3 separate regions of the Gossypium hirsutum genome follow, and all the other regions are linked to region 2. Evidence: chromatin contacts called from public Hi-C data. All regions are on one chromosome and are shown on one strand. Each heading gives the region's core, a stretch centred on a gene start, on an enhancer-like site or on the middle of the called end of the contact. The rest is flanking DNA. Distances are from core to core; before and after follow the strand shown.

Evidence for each region. Hi-C and Micro-C count contacts between places; a contact is called where the count stands out from the background.
Region 1: a Hi-C map of leaf shows a contact between it and region 2, with 2.1 times the contacts expected there. The contact joins the promoter of LOC107935766 here to the promoter of LOC107927194 in region 2. A contact is called at or near these places in 7 of 34 Hi-C or Micro-C datasets (anther, callus, leaf and 1 more).
Region 3: a Hi-C map of leaf shows a contact between it and region 2, with 2.4 times the contacts expected there. The contact joins the promoter of LOC107935810 here to the promoter of LOC107927194 in region 2. A contact is called at or near these places in 3 of 34 Hi-C or Micro-C datasets (leaf and petal).

Annotation. Positions count from the first base shown.
Region 1 is chrA12:11,027,283-11,031,129 of Gossypium_hirsutum_v2.1, forward strand. LOC107935766 (elongator complex protein 5) reads right to left here and starts at 1,425. Exons shown (of 14, transcript XR_001694265.2): 1 at 1,289-1,425; 2 at 478-930; 3 at 278-389.
Region 2 is chrA12:11,389,635-11,393,412 of Gossypium_hirsutum_v2.1, forward strand. LOC107927194 (caffeoylshikimate esterase) reads right to left here and starts at 1,396. Exons shown (of 10, transcript XM_016858227.2): 1 at 874-1,396; 2 at 161-224; 3 at 1-63. The coding sequence starts at 206.
Region 3 is chrA12:11,058,098-11,061,575 of Gossypium_hirsutum_v2.1, forward strand. LOC107935810 (mannose-6-phosphate isomerase 2) reads left to right here and starts at 1,591. Exons shown (of 5, transcript XM_016868432.2): 1 at 1,591-2,289; 2 at 2,861-3,028. The coding sequence starts at 1,978.

The DNA of each region.
Region 1 (3,847 bases), core at 175-2,674, 360 kb before region 2:
GAAAACTCTGTGTCAAAAATTAGAACTTATTATGAACAAGTTTTGGTGGTCTAACAATAAGTCATCTAAGGGTATTCATTAGTGTGCTTGGGCTGACCTTTGTATGCCCAAATCTGATGGAGGGATGGGCTTTCAGGATCTATTTTTGTTTAATAAGGCATTGCTCGCTAAGCAAGTTTGGCGATTGATATCGAAGCCTGATTGTCTTTTTGAAAAAGTTTTTAAAGCTCGTTATTTTCATTTTTCAGATATTATGGCTGCTAAAATTGGTTCTTACCCCTCTTTTACCTGGCGGAGCTTATGCAACGCTCGAGAGCTGATTTCAGATGGGTTGCTCTGGCGTATCGGTAGTGGTGACTCTGTGAACATCTGGAATGATCCTTGGTTGCCTGGCCTTGGTAATAGTAGACTTTCAGTTTAGAGTACAAATACTAACTAGACTGTTGTGGGTCAATTAATTGATGTTAGATCGGGTACCTGGAATAAGGATATCATCTATCAAATTGTTGATGAAGAACAGGCTAATCGTATCCTTAAATTCCTCTTGCTGGAGCTGGAGCACCGGATGTGCTTGTGTGGCATTTTGATGCTTCCGGGGAGTACTCGGTTAAGAGTGGGTATCGTGCTTTACTCACTACACACAGGTATCCTAGTGATTACAATATGGAACCTATAGCCAGCTACAAACAATTCTACAATTTGCTATGGGAATTACAGATTCCTGCTAAACTAAAAATTCACATGTGGAGGCTTTCTAAAGATTTCGTGCCGCATTTCAACAATCTTCTCAAACGGAGATTGCAGGTTGTCAATGTTTGTCCCCTTTGTAAGGAAGCGCCGGAGGATCTTGGTCACTTGTTATGGTCCTGTGACGTGTTGAGGCATTTATGGCTCTCTTTGAATCTCCCATTTGATTGCAGTGTTCGTACTCTGGATGGTAAAAATCAATTAATGAACATTTTCATCAAAGTTGATGCGGATACCAGAAAGCTTTTAGTTATTTCCCTTTGGGCTACTTGGTTTCAGCGAAATAAAGTGGTTCATGAGGGAACGCAGTTTGTTTGGCAGGACCTCGTGGGTTTTGTGAAAAGGCTATGCTTCTGCTTTAAGTGTGAGTAGAGTTTCCATAGTTAGTCCTACAAATTTTGAGTCTGTGGGGTGGAGACCTCCGGATCCGGATGTGCTTAAGCTAAATTTTGATGCCTCCTTTCAAAGTGCATCTCATACTTCTACTGTGGCGGTTCTTGCTCGCAATGATTCGGGATTAATTATGGGAGCGTGTACTTACCCCTATGTTGATGTTGCCGACGCGTTTGTTGCAGAAGCTAGGGCCTGTGAACGTGCTCTTCTCTTTGCAATTGACATGGGGCTTTAGGACGATCATCCTGGAAGGGGACTCCCTCTCGATTATTAAAAAGCTTAACACTGTCAAGGATGATAGGTCCATTCTTAGACCCATTTCTCTGAATATTCGAAGACTCGCAGATTTTATGGATGGAGTTTCTTACCAGTTTGTCCCCAGGAGTGGCAATCGGGCAGCTCATACTTTGGCACTAGAAGGGCGCAGGAGGAATTCTCCTTGTTTTTGGGTTGAAGAAGCACCTATTTCTGTCGAAGTTTTGGCGGCTTCGGACTGGTTGGACTGGAGTCGCCGAGGATGAGTGGTTTCTTATGGGTTTTGATGTTTCGGAGAAGGTTCCTTGAATCTCCGTTGTTTGGTTTCTCAAAGCCGAGTCTTCCTCTTCATTTGGTTCTGCGCGAGTGTTTTTGTTGAGCAGCAGAGGAATGATTTTGCTGGTATTCATTTGGTATTTTCTTTGGAGGGTGGAGTGTTTTTCTTTTTTGGTTTTGTTTTATGTGTGCCTTTTCCTCTGTGCTTGAGTGGTTTTGGTGCTTTGTGCTGTCTTTTCGTGTGCTATAGTGTTTTGTACTGTTTTTTCGTGTACTGTAGATTATTTGTTGTTTGACACTTGGCCCCTTCATTTATGAATATCAGTTTTCTCGAAGGAAAAAAAAACCTAAAATATTATAAACTTAAAAATAAATTAAATCGCAAGGCTCAAACTTCAAATATTAAAGTCTAAATTTAACCTATATTTAAAATATACTTTTTTTTGTTCATACTCATTTTTTTATCTAATATATTTTTTACGCACCATCTAAATATTAGAAGATTGTTGGGCTTCCACAAATGGTCAAATCGTTGAAGAGGTCCAATTATATCTCAATGCCTCTTAGAATAATTGTGCTTTGTTTCTATGATCATTTATATCTGTTTTACTATATTTAAATTTATAATTAATTCCGTTAATTAATCAAATATCAAATTCAATTAAGAAAATATTTTAAAATTTAATTTTAAAAAAATTAATATTACTATAAATATGATTCGTGCTTTAATATCTTTTAAATAAAAATTTTAAATAAACTAAATTAAATTACTGCTTAAAATAATCCATATTATTTTTAAAAAACCACTCTCTTAAGAGAAACTATCTTCTCCTTTTGAAGATTTATTATTCATTTATATATATTTTATATATACCCTTTTTTTATAATATGTCATTTTCATAAAATTTAATACTAATAAAACATAATCTAATACGATCTGTGATAACATTTTAATATTTTATTGATAGTGAATACGATTATTCTTTTATTTTAAAAATTATTTTTCTTGTCACTCTACTGGCATGGATATTGTTACCAATATAAGAAGACATAAGTTTAGGTGTGCTGAATGATATTATCTTCCTATTTATGGATTGAAGAGAGACTATAAGTAATTTTAAATATTGTATAAAAAATTATTAAAAAATTATTTTTATTAGGAAAGATACTGAAATCCAAACTCAATAGGAATATACCCATTCCATCTGGTTTAAGAATTAAGAACTATTTTGGCTAAAAAAAATTAAGAATTATTTATTGAAAAAAAGAAGAGGAAAAGAATTATTCCCAAGGTTCCTACCCACCACCGTAACCACACGTTTCTTTTAGATGCAACCATTACCTCAATTCTTTTTTTTCTTTTGCTAAACAACAAAACCACGCCATTCTTATTTGGCTTTCAAGTAGAGGTGAGCATGGCTGGGCCGGGCCGGGCCGGGCAAAATTCGAATCTGGTTCAACTAAAAATTCAGGTCTGTTTGTTAGGCTCGGCTTGGCTCAAAAAATGGGCTTAAAATTTTACCCAAGTCCGACTCGGATAAAAATGTTAAAACTCGAGTCTGACTCGACCCACTCATATTAATTTTTATATTATTTTTTATATAATTTTAAAATATATATAATATATCAAAAATATTAAAAACATCACAATAAGTATTTCCTAACAAATTAAAAATAAATTTTGAAAATAAATTTTAAAAATATATATACCTAAAGAACATTAAGGTAGATACAATTTAACAAGCAAATGTCTCTAAAATAATAACAAAATTAACAAATATCTTTAAAATAATAACAAAATTAACAATAAAATAAGTTTTATACAATATCCAAACAATAACAACAAAATAGTAGCAACATAATAGTAAAATAGTAGCAAAATAGGGAGAAAATAACAAGAAAATAATATTTAAAAAAGTATTTTTTTTTGTCTTTTAGTGGATTTGGGCCGGGCCAAGCTCGGGCAAAAAATGTCTTACCTGAAGCCCGACTCATTTTTTAAACGGGCCTTATTTTTTTGTCTAAACCCATTTTTCAAGCCTATATTTTTGCCCAAAACCTCCTACATTTCGAGCGGGCCTTCCGGCTGGGCCAGGTCTACTTTCAAGTCACTCTCAATTTCGATATTAAGTAGATTAATCTCTTTCAAAAAAATTAAAATAATCTATATTAGAAC
Region 2 (3,778 bases), core at 146-2,645:
CTTTAAACTTAAGGGGCTTAGCCATTACTCTGCTTTTTTCTCTTCTCCACTTCAACAAAAACCCTGCCAATAACCAGAAGTCTATCTCTTTTCAGATACCCATTCCTCTACATAAACAGAAAAAAGTAAAAACAATGAGGGGAGGGGGTTCTAGAGTTACCATAAAAAAGATGACTCCGGAGCAAGTTTGAAGATTTCAAAGCCATGTGGCCCTTTCTTTTCCTCTTGAGAAAAAAAAAGTAAAAAAAAAACAAATAAATTAAATTATATAGCTAAAATCCAGGAAATGGGGCAAAAAAATTAATAAGGTAAGAAATGTCAGCAAGCAAAAGTCCAAAAGCTGAAATGGAGAGATTCTTTGTAGAGTGCAGTAGTTTAGTTTATTTAATTTACTTTCAAAATTTTGTTTTAAAAGTCAGATTTTAATAAAGGAAAATCGTACGAGGAAATTGTTTGTTCTATTTTCTGATTAATTTATTACTTGGAAGATTCGCAAAGAGAAGGAAAAGGCGGTAGGTGAAGGTGATTGAGTTCTATAAAAGGAAGGAAAGTGCTCACGTACGTGTTAAAATATTCTTCCCACTGTTTATTAAAATTAAAATTGTAATCCAAATATTTTTACAATTTAAGTATCTATTTCGATCATTTTGATATCTGCGGGAAGCAGAAATCTGATATACAATGAGCTGAACACAAAAAACAGTAAATTCCCGCATTCATGGCAAATGAAACAAGAATCATACAAGACTACTTCAAAGAAATTTCAGCTAATATTCGGTATCTTAAAGCACATAACTTTGATTTCAATGTCCCAAATTTAATACAGAAAAAAAAAATTGTTAGCTTGGACTTGGGAATCACTTTAACAGCAACCTGTTCTCCTTTTAACTTCCTTTCTGGAGCTTAGCAGAACAAATATACAACTCCTTCAAAAACCCTAATCTTTTATCCGGTTCAACTCCATCCTCATCCTCCTTCGTCTCCGTAATTCCCGCCGCCTTCTTGTTACGCTCCCACCGTCTCAACACCGCCCGGATGTGTTTCTCCGGAGAAGGAGACGGAAAACGATTTCTTAAGAAACCTCAGCGGCGTCGAAGGAGTTTTGGGTTTGGTTGGGTGGTCGGAGGCAGGGTAGGATAGTCATTTTGGGTGGTTGTGTTTGGGTTTTTAAGGCTTGGAAGTACAGCCTCCCATTGGGAAGGAAGAAGAAGAAAACACTCAACAAGAAACTGCAGTTGCAGTTTACCCTTTTGCAAAAATCTTTGATGTTGTGTTCAGCTTATTGTAAGAAAAACACAAATTGAGAGGGAATAAAGCTAAGTTCGGATTACTTTTTATTATTATGATATTGTTATTTAAGACTAAAAATAAATTAAACTTATTGTATCTCTTCGCTCATCCAAACATATCATAAGAAAACAAATAAATATATAAAATATCTACCTCATATTTCCGTTTCCACTTTGACCAAAATCATCTAATCAAGTAAGGTGAGTATCTAAATTATAAATATTTTTAATATTTAAAATAATTTTTTTTATAATTAAATGATTATGTATGTAGTTTATTCGTAGCTTTATGCTAATTCCACTTTCAATCATGTCTTTTACTTTTGTTTTTTTGACATTTAAATTAGGATTGAGCAAAATTTGATTCGATTTAAAAATTTTGATAAAAATTTAAATTTTGAATTAAATAGTTTAAGTTATTTGAATTAATTAAGTTATTCGGATCAACTCGAATAAAAAATTAAGTTTTTCAGTTTAACTCGAATATGAATTACACAATTCGAGTTATCTGAAGGTCCGAGTAAGAAAAGACAAAACTACGTTGTTTTGATAAATGTTTACTCATTAAGTTTAAAGGCAAAACCATTATATTGTTTATGTAGTTAAATAATCTTGTACTTCATCTACTAATTAAATAATCAGTCTATAAAAACGCAACATTGAGTATAAATAATAGGATTCGTTAACTTGACTCGAAATTTCTTGACTCAATTCGATTCAATTAAAAAAAATCAAATTGGGTTTGGTTGCTAAAATAGAATTCGTCAACTCGACTAACTCAAAATTTTTTTTAGTTGATTCAACTCTACTAGATCGAATGGTCACCCCGAATTTAAACTATCATTCATTACTTACATTAACACTATTAAAATATTTTTTCTAATTATATAAGCAGATTTAAAAAATTGACATATACCTAATCTCTTTTAAAAAATTGACTCAAAGCATTAAACATAATTAATATTAGGTGCAAATTAAATTGTGCTCGAATTAAAATTAAAAACATATTGGAAATACAAGAAATGGGCCTACAAAATGATGTTGGCTTTCAAAAGCAAAAGGTTTGGATGTTAAATTAAACAAATTAATTTGGGCTTTAGAAACAAATTAAAACTAATTTGGGCCTTAAAAATTAAATGTTAATTTAATCTTTTTTATAATTAATTTGAGCTCTAAAAAAAATCTTTCAACATTAAGCCTGAAAATGATTTTTTTATTTAAAACTGATTTTTTTAATTTTCTAAAAAATAATTTTTTTTCAACAAATTTCTTATTATTTTTTTTCAAAAACCAACATCCTAATATCCACCCCCACTTCATGTCAAAATTTCAAAAATTAAATTAAACTAAATTAGAATTTATTTAAAAATTGATTTAAAATTAATTAAATCCAAATTAAATAAAATCTAATTTAATTTAATTTCAGACCAAAAAATAAAAAAGTAATCTGCTACCTTTGATAATTTTGAAGCGTAATTCGAAATTGCAATCCCTAGATAAAATTAGGTGTCTACACTTCGCATCACCCTTCAAGTTGAGGTTGTAATGTATTTATATTATTTTTATTTTTTATAAGATCCTTGGCATGCATTTAAAGGCTTAGATTGAAATTATATTTGTAAATTTTTATTCTTAACTTAAATCTCTTTTGGTTTCTTAATGAAGTTTTACTCTGTTATTCATTTCGAATACATGTATATCTTGTATTTTAAGTTTAAATGAGTTTATAAATTAAGTTAAAATGATTTAAAACCCATTGATATATTTTAGTAGTGTTTGGAGATGTTTTAGAGTGTTTTTTAGATTGATTTTTAGTTCTATGGCTCCAAGTATAGGTACTTGGCTTAGTTGTTTTGGAATAATTGAGCCAAAGAGCTGAAATGAGCATGCTATTGGAGTTGTATTGGTACATCTCCTTAGAGGTACAGATATGACTTCCTTACACCTAGGCCATTGCACTACTTTAGCTTGATTTGGCTTCTAAGGGCTTGCTTTAGGTCTTGGACAACTCCTGTAATAGCTTAAATTTTCAGTGGTGTCGGAACAGTGATTCAAGATCATTAAATCCGACAAATGAGTAGAAAAATATTAATAATTTAGTGAATATAAGTTAAATGTGAAGTTAGGAAAATTTTTGAAATAGCGAATAGTGTACTAGAAATAAATATTAAAAAAATTAGAATCGAAAATGAGGTATCGAGAGTTTGAAAATTTTAAAACGAGCCATAAATATTTTATAAATATTTATGGAGTGTTAATAAGTTAGTATTAAAGTTTCGTCAAGAAATTTTAAAATTTCGATGGTTAATTGAATAAAAAGGACTAAATTGTAACAAATGTAAAATTATGAAGAATGATTAAATAGCTTAAATGATAAAAGAAAGAGGGTTTAAAAGGCAAATAGACCCAAGGTCTATTTGGGCTGGACGGCAAAGGGTTTGAAATCAGCAGGAAAATTGATGAATTAAGGGAAAAATTAGAATATTGCA
Region 3 (3,478 bases), core at 341-2,840, 330 kb before region 2:
AATGTATTTTATTGACCAATTAAGATATTTACAAAGCTTCTTTAATGTCTCTATTTAGAGACATAAGAAGTATAAATGAAGTAGAGATCTACCCCAAATGACTATTAGAATTTAAAGTACTTCAAAATTTATCTTAATTTTGATGGACACCCACTTAATAAGATTTTCATAACAGATTTAATATTTTTAAAAGAGTTTTTTAACATAAGAGAAATATATTTATTTAAAAAACACAAGATACATTAAAATTTAATTAAATCCCAAATTACTTCATTTCATTAATATCTCTTAATTAATATCATTAATTAAATTGAATTTTAAGTAACATCAAATTTAGTTAAGTTAATTTAGAGCACTACAAATAACATTTTTAACCTTTATTTTATAAAATTTAATATAATTAGTGTCACTTACACTAATGACATCAAAACAGCTACTTTGTTATAAATAAATCTAAAAAAACTAGATAAATAATGTCTTTTTGACTGAATTTTGTATGGCAAATAAAGTGACTCCATTAAAAAAAAAACTAAAATTTAGCACACTTATTAGTGTCACGGATTTAAAATTTTTTTTTCCACGCGATTCATGTAACCTTAGTCAATTCCTTCACTAAAAAACACCTAAGTTAACTTAACTCGCAATAATTGAGAATTTAACAGAATTTTTCTAAGGCATCCACGAAAAACAATTGAAGAATAAAATAAGAACAAACTCTAAAGATGAACAAAAGTCACAGAAAGATGAGAACACTTGAGGGAAAAGTTTGAGTGAATACTTCCAAAGTTTGAGTGAACACTTGAGAGACCTCTATTTATAGCCGAGTCTCCCCAAAATCAACGATATAGATCAAAATACATCAATGGCAAAGATTAAAAGCTATTTAGATATCAAATCTCTAAGATTACAAAATCGTATATTCTAAAGATTACATTTAATGTCTAGGATCACATATCTTTAAAGATCACCTTCCATATTTGCTAAGCTTTGGGGATGGACTTTCAATCTTTCCAAGCAACGAACCAGTTCGGTTGGGCCAAATGACCTCTTTCGAATATGATGAATCGTACAAGTTCGTCATGGTAGTCATGATTACGGACTCCTATGCACAACCCATGACACTAGTGGATGAAACAAAATTTAAAATCATAAGAGAAGTAATAGCTAATATTTTTAACAATTAAAATTAATTACAAATATTTAAATTTCATAGTGAATACCATTTTCACCCTTTTCATATAAATGGTAGTATAATTTAATTTTACATCATTCATCTAGTATATATATATGAAAAACATCCAATTACTAAAAATTCTATCAAATATTTAGAGCAAAGATTTGCGTTTTAATTATACTTACTGAAATTTTAAATAAAAATTAAAAATTATCTTAGTTCAAACAATAAATAAAATTCCTAATCGAGTTGGGAGATGCAACTTATGAATGATATAGTAGTAAGTAGAATTTAGAAAGACTTAATAAATAGCATAAATAATAAATATATTATTTTTTAATTTTTAATTTTGTGTGGTAGAATATGAATTTTCGAGAATCTCAAATATACTGACTTCTATTTTTGTAATGTGAGCATATAATTGCTATTTTGCCAAACAAAATTTTCTAGAGATTTTAATATGAAAAAGAAAAAGAAAAAAAAAAAAGAGAAAAGGGGCACGGAAATTTCGTGCAGAAGTGGGAAGATAAGATCGTAAGAAACTGCAAAAGGGAAGCAAAGCAGAGTCATAGTTGAAGAGACCCCACAAATACAAATCGTGGTTCTTCCAAGCTTTCTCTATCTGAAATCTTCATTTTCAATTTTTCTTTCACTCTCTTTTCCCAACTTGTTTCCCTCTCTCTTCATACCTTTTCAAACTCTTCAAATACCAGCAAACGATGCCCATTCCCTTCTGCATTATCCTTCTCTTCTAGCCTTCTTTTCCTTCCTTTTTCTTTTCTTGGGGGTGGGGTATTTCAACAATGGCGAAGGCTGCTAATGTTGACAAGGTGAAGCGGTTAAGAGGTTGGGTGCAAAACTACGATTGGGGAAGATGTGGGGCGGAGGCACAGGTGGCAAGGCTATTGGCTTTGAATTCCGGGGCCGAGGTTAAGCCCGATAGGCCTTATGCTGAGTTTTGGATGGGAACACATGACTCGGGGCCAAGTTTTTTGGCTGATGGCTATGGAGAAGGTCAAAATGTGGGTTTAAAAGAGTGGATTCGGAAGAATCCGAATGTGCTTGGTCATAAGGTTTTGGAAAAATGGGGGCCCGATCTTCCTTTTCTCTTCAAGGTTTGTTCTTTTCTTTTACACGATTTATCTGATTCCTTTCTGGTTTTCGTTTTCCTCCCCTTTTGATTATTGGGAAATTGAATTTTGATTTCTGTTTTTGTGGTTTTTTTTTCTATTTTTAATTGGGTTAGTGGGTTTTCTTTTTAAAGGGTTTTTCTTTTGCATTTGAATAGGAATTACTGCAACTTTTGCTTCAATATTAATGGAAGTTGAATTCTCACCATTCATCTTAAATTTCCATTTTTTACAATTATATATTTTTTATTAAGATTGAATATGACTGAAATTTGCTTTGATGTGGTGTCCATTGTTTTTTTTTTCCCTTTCTCGGGGGTATTTACAAGTGTAAAGATTTTTTTTTTTGGCTGTTTTGATCTCAATTTTAATTTAGATCAAAGCTATCAATATAGCAATTGAGAAATTGGAGTGGATCTTGAATAGTTAATGGCAAAGAATTAAGCTTGAGAGTTTAAAGTGGAAATCAACTTAACTTTTAACTACAATATGAACTTTTCTTTTTTCTTCTGTGAATCGTCTAATTTGATTCTGTGGTTCATTTGCTGTAAAATAGGTACTTTCAGTGGCAAAAGCCCTTTCAATACAGGCTCATCCGGATAAAGAATTGGCCAAAGAATTGCTTAAGTTGAAGCCAAATCTCTATAAGGATGGGAATCACAAACCTGAGATGGCTTTGGCAATTACAGAGTTCAGGGCCCTTTGTGGATTCATTACTCTCGAGGTAATACATGAATCATGCTTGGTTTTTGGTGGAACTTTCCTTTTGCTGGTTGTTCTTTTTGAGTGAATAAATCTTGCATTTATGTTTGATAAAATTCTGGTAATCACGTTTTGCACTTAAATTTGTAATTATGCTGTCAAGATGTGGTTTTGCTGAATAAAGATTCGGGAAATGATATGCATGACAAAACTTTGAGGCTGAATCACATCTGAGTTAGAGGCAGAAGATAATCTATCTTGACTTTCCTAGAATTCACTGCCACTGTTTCTGGTCAGTCTTGTTTTGGTCTAAATAGGAGGGTAAAATTTAATATCACTGTGCCAGAACCTTTTTCATGTCTGTTGATATTAGAGGGGTTATTGATATTTTTAAACTTTTTTTGGTATATATTGTAATGCTCCAGGGCAGGTAAGATCGCATTCTGAGAAGTTTAATACCTAGTCTAGCATT